Linked DNA regions of Anser cygnoides: region 2 is linked to region 1. A link is a contact called in public Hi-C data. All regions are on one chromosome and are shown on one strand. Each heading gives the region's core, a stretch centred on a gene start, on an enhancer-like site or on the middle of the called end of the contact. The rest is flanking DNA. Distances are from core to core; before and after follow the strand shown.

Region 1 (6,351 bases), core at 2,387-4,886:
ATGTAGCGTTGGGTCCCGAAACCTTCCAGCATCTTCTTCACCAGCTCCCCGATCTTCTCCTGCAGACGCGGTGGGAAACCACGTGTCAGCCCAGGGTACCCCATCCCCATCAGTCCGCATCCAGCCTGGGACGTGAGACGGGGGTCACAGGTGGGGAAACCGAGGCTAGAGGCATACAGCTCACCTTGGGCGCATACAGAGCGCAGGGGTCCAGGTTCCCTTGCAGGGTGACGTCTTTCCCTGTCTGGGCACTGCAGTAAGAAGGAAGCAGGTGAGTTGCTGCATGTGGTGCAGAGACCGGGGGCAGACGGGTGCCTGCAGACCCCACCACGGGGCACGCAGGACCCCTCAGTGCAGCTCCTGGCTGCTGTGAGCACCAGGGCCTGGCTATGCCCACCTCTGGTTTCTCTGAACCAGAAATTTCCAGTCCTGGGATTCAGCAGGGCACCAGGGCAGGCAAAATGGTCAGGGCAGCCAGCCTGGGGTGCAGCGTGGGCACCTGGGTGCTGTGCTGGACTCTTACCGAGCTTCCTGGGGCCGGATGGTCCAGTCGAGACCGACCACCTCGTAGCCAGCTTGGGCCAGGTCACCCAGGGCGTAGTGTGCGTCCTTCGCAAAGATGATCTGGGGAAGGAGGAGACGGGCAGTAACTGGGTAAGGCCCCTCTCCAACAGCTGGAGCGCAGGATGCCAGGAACAGACGCACTGCTACATTGGTGACAGGTACCTAGAGCTGAGTCCCTGCACTGGGACTGGGGGGATTGTCAAGGGATGGGTGCAGCCCTTTGCACTGGTTCCCAGCCTGTTCTTATCCCCTCCCTCCCCTGGCCATGCTCTCACACCACGGACACCTCAGGCAGTTCTGACTCACCATGGGCACCAGCGGCAGCGCCTCTGCTTTCAGCTTGCTCTTCACTCCCCGAGCGATGTCTCGGATGTACGGCAAGGCAAACTCCTGAAACTGCTCTGGGCCCAGGTGCCCCGCGTGCGACTCGAACAGTTGGAGCGCCTGGCAGATACACGGAGCTGGGAGAGCTGCGGGCACCATGCAGTGCCTTGGTCCCTCCTCCTCCCAGAAGCCAGACCCCTTCTGCACCCTGTCCGCAGTCCCTGCCCCCCTGCCCGGACCTGTCCCAACACCCCTGGACATACCTGCGCTCCAGCAGCCACCTGCCCCACCAGGTAGTCGGTGACAACGTCAGCCAGCAGCCGCAGCAGTTGGTGGCTCGCTTCAGGGTGACGGTAGAGCCAGCTCTTGGCCTTGGACATTGTAGTGGAGCCGCCCCCTTCAATCATGTAGGACATAAGCGTCCACTGCGGGAAAGAGGAGCGGAGTGAGGAGGGTGACTAAGATGGAAAACATGCGAGGGGCTGGTAATGGGGTCGGTGTTGAAGACAGACCCCTAAGCAGCAGCAGCAGCTCTGCATTTAGTGTCCCCTACACATGTAGGAGGGCTACGAGCTGGTCCCTGCAGCTCTGGGGGTGCCAGGACCAGAGTCACCCCAGAGGGAAGAGCAGGGAACCCCACCTTGCAGAGCCTCATCACTTACAGGCGCCCCGGAGAAGCCGATGAGGGGCACTTTGCCCTCCAGGCTGTGTCGTGTCAGCGTGATGGCCTGGAAGACGTAACCCAGCTCTGCGGTCACGTCCACCTTCTTCCGTAGTTTCAGCAGATCCTCCACCTCCTTCAGGGGCTCTGGGAATGTGGGTCCTTTGCCAGGGACCATGACAACCTCCATGCCCAGTGCCTGGGAACGGGGGAGAATGGAATAACGGTCCCAGACCCAGCCCCGTTCCCAGCCACTGCTCCCCACCACCAGCCGTGACTCTCACCTGAGGCACCACCAAGATGTCAGAGAAAATGATAGCAGCATCCAGGGGGAATCGTCTGAGGGGCTGTGGATAGCAGAGGGGAAGAGGCAGCATGAGTGAGGGGCTGGGACACACACGTGCAGCAGTGGGGTCCCCAGGATGGGACAGGGCCCTGTCTGATAACCAAGGACCCCTGAGCTAAGATTTGGGCTGCACAACCTACTGGGGCCACCTGGAGGTAAGGGCCAGACCTAAGGTTTCTCCCCATCCCCATTCCAGAGGGGATGGTGGACACACAGCCTCCCCGGGGGACGCTCACCTGTAGCGTCAGCTCACAGCACAACTTGGGGCTCCGGCAAGTGGCAAAGAAATCCTGTGCAGCCCGGGTCTCCCGAAACTCTGCAAGGAACCTGCAGCTGTGACAAGGTGCGTGCTGCCCCCCCCGTCACCGCCCCCCAACCCCTCACGCCGCCACTGACTCACCAGGCAGGTAGCGCCCTGCCTGCCGCATGCACCACACCGGGGTGTGCTCCGTCTCCTCGCCGCGCGCCGCACGCAGGAACGTGTCATTCTTCAGCTTGGGGAAGCCTTTGGGGCTGCAGGAGAAAAAGCAGAGGGGTGTTAGCACCAAAGAGGGGACCGGGTGCCCCGCCAGGACCCTGGGGCTGCAGGTGCAGGGCTGGTGGCTCGTCCCTGCTCCCCGGCCGGTGACTGCAGGGTAGGGGTTTGCACCCAGCTGGGTCCATGGTGACAAACGCTCCCTCCTTGTCACCTCCCAGGGCCTCTTTGGGGGGGACAGCAGGGCCCTCCCTGGGGACAGGCAATGCCCAGCCCCCGGTCTGTGAGATTACGTTATCAGGGGCAGCAGTTGCTCCTGCCTGGGGAGATTTGGGACCAGCAGGGCCCGGGGCACTGGCAGCCCCGCCGCGGGCTGTCCCCAGCCCCTATCTGCGCTGTGCAGCACGGGGATGGCGGCGTGGGGCAGGGTCCCCAGAGCTCCAGGCGCCCGCAGAGCTGGTCACCCCATGTCCCCAACCTCCTCCCGGTGCTGTCACCGCTCCTGAGCTGCAGCCCAGGCTGCCCACGCATGGGGTGGGACAGGGACCCTGCAGGGGACAGCCAGCACCGTCCTGCTCTGACGGGTGGGGGCCGCAGGGACAGATGCTCAGAACCTCCATGGGGGTCCGTGCCGCTCCAGTGTCCCCAGTGAGCCATCTGAGGGCGGGATCGGCTCCCCAGTGCCACACCAGTGTCCCCAGTGCCACAGCAGCGTCCCCTGGGTCATACCACCCCAGTGCCACAACAGTGTCCCCAGTGCCACAGCACTGTCCCCAGGGTCAACCAACACCTCCCCAGTGTCCCCAGTACCACATCACCCCAGTGCCACCCCAGTGTCCCCAGTGCAACCCCAGAGCCCCCAGTGCAGGATCCCAGCTCCACGCACCAGTGTCCCCAGTTCCACACTTGGATCGCACCAGTGTCCCCCACAAGGGACCCCCGGGCCACACCGGCGACCCCCTCACGGGACCTGGAGCGGGCACAGGGGCAGCCCCGCGGGTCCCCGCTACTCACACGAGCCGCTCGCCTCCCTCCATCCTGCGCCGCTTCCCGGCCCGCCCCGCTCGATCCTGCACCGCCCCCCGCCCCGCCTCACGGCCGCCGCCATCTTAGCACCACCCCGCCCCGCCGCCTCCGGCACGGCCGCCGCCATCTTGCCCCGCCCTGTCCCCGTCCGTACGCCGCCATCTTGCCCCGCTCCCCGCCCCTCCGTACGCCGCACGGGCGCCGCCATCTTGCCTCCGTCCTCCCCTCGGGCGCCGCCATCTTGCCCCGGCGGCGGGCGGGGTTTGCCGTAAACCCGCGAGTACCGACCCCCCCCCCCCGCCCTCCTCCTCCCGGTGCCGGTGGCCGGTGCCCGGAGCGCGATGCGTGCGGGCGGGGAGGCTCCGCACCAGGTGCTGGGCCGGCTGCGGTTCCTGCTGCAGTGCAGCGAGTGCTTCCGCCGCGCCCGGGCGCTGCCCGCCGCGCTGTGCTACGTGCCCCGGGAGGTGCAGTACAAGATCTGCAAGGACCCCGCCGCCGCCGCCGCCGCCGCCGCCGCCCGCAGCCTGCTCAGCGTCTGGGACAGCCCGGGGCCGGCGCGGGGCGGCAAGCGGGCGGCGCGGGCCACCATCGAGGTGCGGAAGGGCGGCTGCCTCCGCGCCACCGGCGAGGAGTACTGCAACGGCGCCGGGCTCTGGGTGAAGCTCAGCAAGGTAACGGAGAGGGCACCGGACCCCCCTTTGCCTCCCCCGCCCTCTATCCCCGCCGAGCCCTCCCCGGGGTGCCCCTCCGGGACCGGGAGGCCGCTCCGCCCTGCCCCGCCCTGCCCTGCCCGCGGAGGGGCCCGGCCGCCCCCCCCCGGCCGCCCCCGGTCACCCCCTGTCACCGCCGGGTGCCTCCTGCCGCCCCCACCGCCACCCCCTGGCACCCACCCCCCCCCATGTTTCCCTCCTGCTGCCCCCCCGTCCCCCTCCAGCCCAGCACACCACACCCCGCAGCCCAGATCCTTTGGGCACAGGACGCACCGCCCTCCTCCTGCCCCGGGTCCAGGCCTCAGCCACGACCCGAGGATCATTTTCCTACTCCTGCAGGAAAACAGGGTGTGGGCAGGGCGTCTGGGGGGTCTGCCACAGCACCTCGGGGCCCTACATGCAACAGTGAACACGCCTCTGGTGGCCAGGGCTGTAGCAGGGTCACGGTGGTGCCTGTCTGAACACAGGCAGTGTTTCTGAGCAGGACAGGCTCGGGGGGTTTATTTAAACCTTTGACAGATTCCCCATCCCTTGGGGTCTACAGCATCTTGGTGTGCGTTGCCTGTCTTCTCCCCTCTGCCTCTGTCCCGTGGTTGAGCCCGGGATGGAGATCCCAACAGAATGCGTTTTCCCATGCAGGAGCAGCTGGAAGAGTACAAGAGTGGCTGTGATCTGGAGGAAGGCTGGGTCCTGGTGTGCAAGCACGCAGAAGGAGGGGACAGGCTGGTCCCGGTCGAGTCCACGGAGAGGATCCAGAGGCAGCAGCAGCTGTTTGGGGTTGATTACAAACCTGTGATCAGGTACGGAGCTGTGGCTCACATCCTCTCTTCTCTGTATGTCACGATAACTGACATGGCTCCCTGGGCGGCTTCAGAAGCACACATGCAGCATCTTGCTTTCCTGGCATCTTGGAAGGGTGCAACATGCAGGAAATGTCAAAATCCCCCTGCAGACCCTGACTTAGAAAAGAAATCAAGATTTTGCTGCCCACAGTGAGGAGCTGGAGAGGTGTTAAACCTTAGGTCTCTGTATTTTAGAGTCTTCAGCTTGTTAATGTGAACCTGCTGTCTTCATTTGATGTCTCATTTTCCTTGCATGGAAGAGAGCAGTGAAGCTTTCATCCAGCTATGTCCTGCTGCTTGAGATTTTGTTGTATTGTCCCTCAGCCCTTTCTGCTCTGGACTGTAAAGCCCCAGCCCACTTGGCCACTTCTTACATTAAAATGAGGTAATAGGGAGTCCAGATAAGGAGTTACCCAGTTTTGCTTGGTCACGATGCTTGTTACCCACACAGCTGGGTGTGGACTGGCAGAAGTAAGGATGCTCTGAACAGAAATGGCATCTGATGAGACCTAATATGATGGAGGAAGGAGTGTGGTGGGGCTTTAAATTCATGTCTTCCCCTTCCAGCTACTTCTCAACCACCTGCTCCTTTCCCTTGGGATTCTCTCACTCCTTTTCCATCTCGTTTCAGATGGGAGCAAGTGGTGGATCTGACATATTCCCTGCGCCTGGGAGCGAAACCCAAGCCCATGGAGCAGGATGAGGCCGCAGTAGAGAGGCTTCGGTACGAGCTGTTTCGCAGTGCGTGCATGCTTCAGCTGTGGGTGGGTGCAAGCCACCGTCTCTCCCTGGCTGCTCAGACAGCCATCTCTTGTCAGCTGGGGAGTGGGGGAAGACAAGCAGTGGGGAAGCAAAGGGGAGCAGGGCTCAGCACAGTTCCTACTACTGAACCAGAAAGCAGGGTGAGACCAAGGCAAGCAGGACATGGAGCTGCATTCCCTGACCTATTCACCTGGCAGGAGTCACTGCAGCCTTGCTGTCCTTGTGTCTCCAGACTGCTGACCGCTTTGCCCTGGTAGGTTTGTGCCCCCGACATGGACTTACGAATGCGATGAAGACCTGGTGCATTTCTTGTATGATCATATTGGGAAAGAGGACGAGAACTTGGGCAGCGTCAAGCAGTATGTGGACAGCATCGATGTCTCATCCTACACGGTGAGTAGCGTGTGGGGAAAAGGAGCAAGGCTGCATCAGCCCTGCTGTGCCGTTGGGGTAGGGAGCGTGCATGGTGTTCCGCCCTGCTCTGAGTTGGTCTGGTCTGTGTTTGAGGATATGGGAGGGACGGCGTAGTTCCAGAGGGGAGTGTCACACAGTGTATTGTGTAACGAGGCCTCTGGAGGAACTGTACAAGCTGTGATCCCAGAAGCAAATGCTAATACTAGCTGCTAAGCTGGTTTTAGGGA
Region 2 (6,351 bases), core at 2,839-5,338, 45 kb before region 1:
GCAGATGTGCCAAAGGTCCAGAAACGACCACGGTCACTGCAGTGGGCAAAGGGAGGTTTCACGTTTGCCCCCAGACATATCAAGTAGGAAACTGCTTTTGGGGATTTGCACTGCTGTTGCATTCAGCTGCCAGGGCAGACATGATTAGCTGACATTTATTGTAGCAAAAGGCTGCGCAACTGTAGCAATGGATCACGTTTAAATGGCGTTAATGGGTTTTCCTTCCAGAGCCATGGTTTCGTATCAAAGGAGCACGACGATAAAAGGCTGCATCTGCGCTGCCTTTGGCTGTCATCTCCTGCCACGTTTGCACCACGGTGGGTTTGGATGCTTGTGGGAGTGGAAGCGGGTGGGTCCTGTGTTGGGGATGAGTTTATTTGCTCGAGGATGTGATTTACTGAGAGGCAGCGGGAAGGAGAATTTGTGGGGAAAACGCCTGCACGAAACGGGACCGCACAGTGGTCTCCCAGTTCTCCCCTGGGGAGCTGGGTGGCTGGCGTGCTCGCCGATGTTTTCAGGAAGGATTCCTTGTAAGCGTTTGAGGAACGTTTGCTCTAAATCCAGAACTGAATTCTTTATTCTGTTGTGCAAAAATACTACCAATGAAAATAGACAAGCTCTCTGGGTCAATTCCAGATGCCCTTAGTGAGGCAGAAGTGTTTATTTTTTATGGGCCAATTTTTGTAGTCTACCAGAACGTCTTGTACTGTCTAATGCTGCATGGAGGAATAGCTCTGCGGAGTGTGTTTAATAAGAGCAGTGTGCTCTGAGGGATATTCAAATCAGAGTTAGTTTCCTCGCATGTACGCGCTCAGTGGCGTTTGTTATAAAACATCTGGGTCCAAAACTGCATTAAAGAAATCAAACAGCCAAGTCAACCTGAAAGTCTGCCCCTGTGTTGCACCAGGGCTTTGCCGAGGGAATCGCCGTGTGCAGCCCTCTCTTCCGCTGCAGGGACCTGAGCAGCTGGCCTGGCTTTTTCCTTCCCTCCTCCTCAGGATGTGCAAGTCAGGAGTAAAATCAGCTCTGAGTTTTCTGTAGCACGAGGAAGCGCAAGTCAAAAAGGGGCTCCCTGGACGTGGTTCCTTGGCTGCGTGGTTAATGAAGAGCCCTTGGCTCTCCTGGCTTCGTGTCCACCCTTCCCCTACTGCAGTTCCTGGCTTTCCCCTCAGCCCTGGGCTGCCTGCTGCTGGTGGTGCTGAGGTGACGGGTGGCTGTACGAGGGCACGGGAGGCAGCCACCCCATCCCTGTGCCCCGGCACAGCTCAGACCCAGCATCGTGCTGCCTACTTGCCCCTGCTCTGGGGCTCTTTGTGCCTGGACTGTGATCTGAGTGTTGCATCTCCAGAGGTGAGCATTGGTAGGTGTCTGAGCCACATACGTGCAAGGAAAGGCTGTGTGGATCCTTCCTCAGAGCCCTCGCCGTGAGCTCTTGCCATCAGAAATGCTCCTGGCAGGGCTTTTCCATCAGCTGCATGAGGCATGGAGTTGTTCCCCTTCAGAAGGACGCTTGTCTTCTCTCTGCCTCGCCTGGGTTCTCCATGCCTCTGCCATGGGAATGGAGACTGATACAACAAGCAACAGCTGGAGGACTGCTCTGCTTTGGTACATTTCGTGGTACTGGCACCAAAGGCTGCAACAAGGTAGTTTGGGTGAATTTGCTTCTTTTGTTTGACTTTGAACTGGAAAGGATGGACTGACCAGAGAAAACATTTCAAAACAAAGACATTTCAAGACAAAGCAAGAGCCCATCTCTGTGCTTGTACATCCCAATTGTGTTCTCCCCATTAAGCAGGAGGAGATAAATCAGGGTTCTGCTGGGGGAAGCAGGGAAGCTTGCTGCTGAAACAGGCCCCTGTACCAGCACGGTACAGCTCCAGACACCACCACTGTGCTCTAATTAATCGAATACAGGTGGTGTGACGGGCTCGACATCAGCAGCTGGATGTGCAGTGCTGGAGATGGGCCTTTCCTTCCCAGCACAGCTGATGGAAGGAGTCCGGTGACTTCCTAGAAGGTGTGGGGCTTTGTGTGAGCACCCTGCTCAGATGATGAGCCCACTCCCAGTCTGATCCACTCACACTTGCATCCGCATGGGCTGTCAGCGGGAGCAGAGGCGCTCCAGCAAACATCCCGGAGGACTTGGTGCCACTTCCAGAAGGGTTTCATGTTCGCTGTAGCACAAGACCGGGCCACGCATCTCACACTTGACCTCAGGTCATGTTTTGTACGGCTCAGATGCTGCGTGCTGAAGCTCAATTCATCAACGTGGACAGAAGTGGTGCAGGCTCTGCTGAGTCTGCGCTTCACCTGGCGGCGCAGGCACAGCCCAGGGCTTTCTCCAGGAGCCGCGCGGTTGAATAACACTTGAAGGAGAAAACGTTTGTGCTGAGCCCTGTTGCTGGATCCCCTGTTCTGAACAAGCCTTGCAATTGTATTTTTTGTATGTCTGTCTGCAGCGTGAGAGTGATAATTAATGCGGAATTGCTCTCCTGGGTTCTGGCAAAGCCAATACTAATTTTCCAAAGTCAGCTCAGAAGTATTGAAAGCACGGTTTTAGGCAGAGCAATGGGTCGAATGTTTCTCCATTTGGCTCCTGCTGCTTTGATTGTCAAAAATCACTTTAAGCTTTTCAGTCAGCATTAAAGTGATCGCATCAATCTAAACCAGCAAAGTCCTGGACATTAGATGATTACATATTCCAAAAAATCGCCTCAGTTTGTTTGACCTTGGAGGAGGGGGACAGCCAGCATCAGACTGATATATTTTTAATGCAGCTTTTAATTTTTAACTTCTATCAAATAGGCTTTTTTATTTTCCCCCTCTATAGATCTTTATTTCCATAGTGTTTTGCAAAGGCGCGGTCATTTCCTAACGCGCCAATTTCAGCCTGCTTCTTAAGAGACCCATGTGAAGCCTGGAAGGGGAGTTACGCCAGCTTTGTACTCAGGGGAAACTGAAGCCCAAGGAAGCCAAGGGCTTAGTTTCAGAGGTGCCACGCAGCCACGATCCTTGTTAAAAGCAATGGAAACTGCAGCTGGTTTTGGTGGCATGGAGCATCCAGCCCCTGCGAGCTGGATGTGAGACCGCAGGCGCTTGGAGAGCCGCGTTCCCGTCTCACCCAAGCGCTGTTTGCCAGGAAAATGCTCGTCCTGGAGAAGCGGTGGGGACTTGGTGGCACTGTGTGTCGAGGACCATGCCCACGGTGGGTGGAAGCTGGGTGAGGTCACTGCATGAGGCAGGGGGTGGATGGGGGCGAGCGGGAGGCTCTGTCCCCAAGCATCCCGTGCGGCAGCGAGGATGGGGAGGAAGGTTTTTTTGGAGGGGGTCTGGGCGGTTTGACAGAGCTCAGACCACACAATGGCTGGTGGTTTCACATGTGTCTCTGGAGCAGAGGGTGTGCGATGAGATATATAAGGTTCGCATGCCTGTGCTCTGGCTTGATGTGGTCTCGCTGAGTGAATCAAAGCTTTTGCTTTGAAGCCCGTGGAGGGGGAAGGGAAAGCCTTTGTTCTGGTGTTTGGAGAGCGCTGGAAATCCTTGAGCCCAGAAGACTACACCCTTCATTACCCTCTGGGTTATTGGCCCCAGATTGGAAGTATGGCTCTGTCATGTGAAGTATTTGATTATTTATACAGTTAATGTTTAACAGAGTCAGAGTATTAGAATTAAACAGGGGATGAGCTTCCAACTTTGCATGGTTAAGGGCTAATAAAACTTCTCTGATCCAGTGTTGTCCTTTCACCAGAGGGGATTTTTTTCATTAGCTTTTGAGTGTTAAAAAGAGATCTCCTGTATTTGAGGCAGATGGATCTGTTGGCACCAGACAAAGTGAACGTGCAAAAGTGTTACTGGCTGGCTTCAATAGCCAGGCAGCACAGATGCGGGCTGCTGAAAATTTAAAGGTGAGTTTAATTGATGTCTGAAGTGGAAGTAATGGGTTCAGCAGCCTCTGCCTTCAAGATCATGTAAAGCTTGCAGCCCACAGTGCTTTTGGCTTTAATTTCTTTTCAGTTTAGTTTATTCAGACTCATGGGTCTGATGGCATCGCATCCAACACACTTCATACCAATTGCCTAAATCCAGTGAAACTCTTGGTGGTCTAGATCTCTCGAAGTTGAACTTCTCACTGGTTATGTGATTGGAAATGCTGAGGGTGCTGGAGTGGGTTTCCATACCTCTGTTGAGGAGAAGACAGGAGGATGAGGGCTTTATTGCATCCTAGAGGTCTCTGTGGAGTAGGATTACGATTGTCCAGAGGTTCTCTCAGTACTGTCACTCATTTAAAAGGCAGGTTGATCTATAGGAAACCACCAGGACTGAAGGTAGCCGTGACTGTGAACTCACTGCTTGTATTTTAGGTGTCCAGATTATCTGCTGCGTGTTTTTTTCTCCTATCTCCCAAACACTCCTACCGCACAAATGCTGAGTATATGGTGAATGTAATTTGCTTCTGCTTTGGCTCGACGTACTGATAAGACTGATAACTTGCATTGTGCTAGCAGCAGCCATTTTTAATCCTTTCTTTATGGCTGGAGTAACAAGGGGGGATGTATGAAAGCAAGGCTGTTGGAGCGGCTGTTACATGACTGTAAGATCCTTTGCAAACCCACTTCGTGAGCGTGGTGGGAACTGCTGCTCATCCTGCTTCAAACCACCTCTCCTCACCACGGATGATGTAGGAAGCTGTGCTGAAGTTTCATGCCACCAGTTAGGTGGTTCCACCTGCCGTGAGGATCACCTTCTTGTTGGCTGGATGGGGTGGGAGGATCTGCTTTCAGCTCTCCACAAGTGTGGGTCTCTTTGTCCACGATGAATTCGTCTCTAGGTTTAATGGAGTGGCTTCCTGAAACAAGGAGCTGAATTGATTTAAACCAAAAAATACGCCTCCTCTGTAAGATGTCAAGATCATGATCTGTGACAGCAGCCCGTAGACTGCGTTTTCAGATGTGTTCAGTGATGCGTTCATCACTGAGATGCACTTAATTTTTATTACTAAATTTCTATTTCTATATACATTTCACCTGTTGGGTCCCAAATTTGGTGCATCCTCCTCTCGAAGATGGACGAGCCCTCGAGCTGCCTCTGGAGCTTGTGACGTTTCCATCTCCTGCAGAGGAAACGCACGATGTGGAAATAGGTTCCTGGGGAGCCAGCAAGTGGAAAGCGTAATCCAGCGTAGAAGTATTTCTTTTTTAAAGACAAGTGGCAACCTCCTGTCCCTCTGCTGCCCCACACGCTCCCAGTCTATTTCAGATTTTAATAAATTTCTTGTTTATCTGGAGAAAGCAAATTAATAATAGCAATTGCTCTTTAGAGAGAGAGAGGGAGGCTGCTGAGGACTGGAATCATTTTAATTTGGCGTCTGCTGGTTGTCTTGGGCATGCTCTGGGATTGAAGCTTTGCTCAGATTGAAGCTTTGCACTGTTTTGCAGCAGCTCTGTGCTATTGTTACTGGGTGTAATGCCCCGAGGGAGGTGGGGAGAAACAAGCGAGCTCAGTGAGGATGGGCAGCCGTGTGAGCAGATGTGTCCTCTTGGTCCTGTCCTCCCCTGGGCCAGGAGAACGCCAGAGACACCCAAGGACTGGATAAAAGCAGGTGAGGAGGGGCTGTTCCCTGCAACTCCTGGCTTCCTTTGCTTGCATTGAGATGGAAAACCTCCAAAAGCAGGCAAATACTCCCATGCCCCGTGCGCTCCAGAGAGTTTGTCGCAGGGTCTGTTTGCCGTTGAGGCAGGCGCATAGATGTCAGCCGGTAAAATGTGACAATTCCCTGTGCGCACAAGCATGCGGTGTGAAGTCTTGCAAGTAGGTCTCTGCGCAAGGACACTCGCAGCTGTTTGCACGGTGGAAGGATTTAGCTGGTCTGGCTCAGGGCTCTTGGCTGGATGCTGTGCTCCTTTAGCTTGAAGTTAGTCTGGCATGAATGGATAGGCACATCCTCCCTGAGCAATGCAAGGTGACCCCAGATGAACATCTTCCAGACGAGCATCATCGTCATGCTGGTGCTGGCAGGTCTCAGCCCTCCTTTTACGCCAGAAACCCATTGCTGCTTCCTTCAGGAGCCAGCTGGAGCTGTGCTAGGTTTGGAGGTTGCCTGGGTCTTGCCATTCACCTGCTCCGCGTGTGGGTGATATCGGAGCCAGGCCCTGCCTGCATCAGGTCAGTGTCCAGCGTGAGCCTAGAGCAGTGCTAGCCCAGGAGGAGGGTGGGGATTCATCCCCTGCAGCTGTCTGGACCCACAGCTCGCCTGCAGCATCCTCATTGCTCCCGGCTATTGGGGAGCACGCGTTGGGCCTTTTTTTACCCCAAATCCTTCAGTCGTCGTCGCTCCATAGCACGCGTTGGGGC

Evidence for each region. Hi-C and Micro-C count contacts between places; a contact is called where the count stands out from the background.
Region 2: a Hi-C map of liver shows a contact between it and region 1, with 2.9 times the contacts expected there. The contact joins the enhancer-like site here to the promoter of LOC106033059 in region 1. A contact is called at or near these places in 2 of 7 Hi-C or Micro-C datasets (both in liver).

What each region holds. Positions count from the first base shown.
Region 1 is chr8:23,544,197-23,550,547 of Taihu_goose_T2T_genome, reverse strand. LOC106033059 (E3 ubiquitin-protein ligase HECTD3) reads left to right here and starts at 3,636. Exons shown (of 21, transcript XM_067001874.1): 1 at 3,636-4,067; 2 at 4,746-4,906; 3 at 5,580-5,672; 4 at 5,968-6,103. The coding sequence starts at 3,738. UROD (uroporphyrinogen decarboxylase) reads right to left here and starts at 4,444. Exons shown (of 10, transcript XM_013176369.3): 1 at 4,380-4,444; 2 at 2,296-2,408; 3 at 2,132-2,211; 4 at 1,834-1,896; 5 at 1,551-1,748; 6 at 1,152-1,313; 7 at 871-1,008; 8 at 524-624; 9 at 185-251; 10 at 1-59. The coding sequence starts at 4,429.
Region 2 is chr8:23,590,123-23,596,473 of Taihu_goose_T2T_genome, reverse strand. All of the region lies in intron 1 of ZSWIM5 (zinc finger SWIM-type containing 5), which reads left to right. Among named protein-coding and RNA genes, the nearest start is that of UROD, 47 kb to the right of the region's middle. Within about 2 kb of position 4,088, at least 2 of the 3 cell types and tissues checked have open chromatin away from gene starts, as enhancers often do. A contact at or near this core is called in liver, where this site is marked.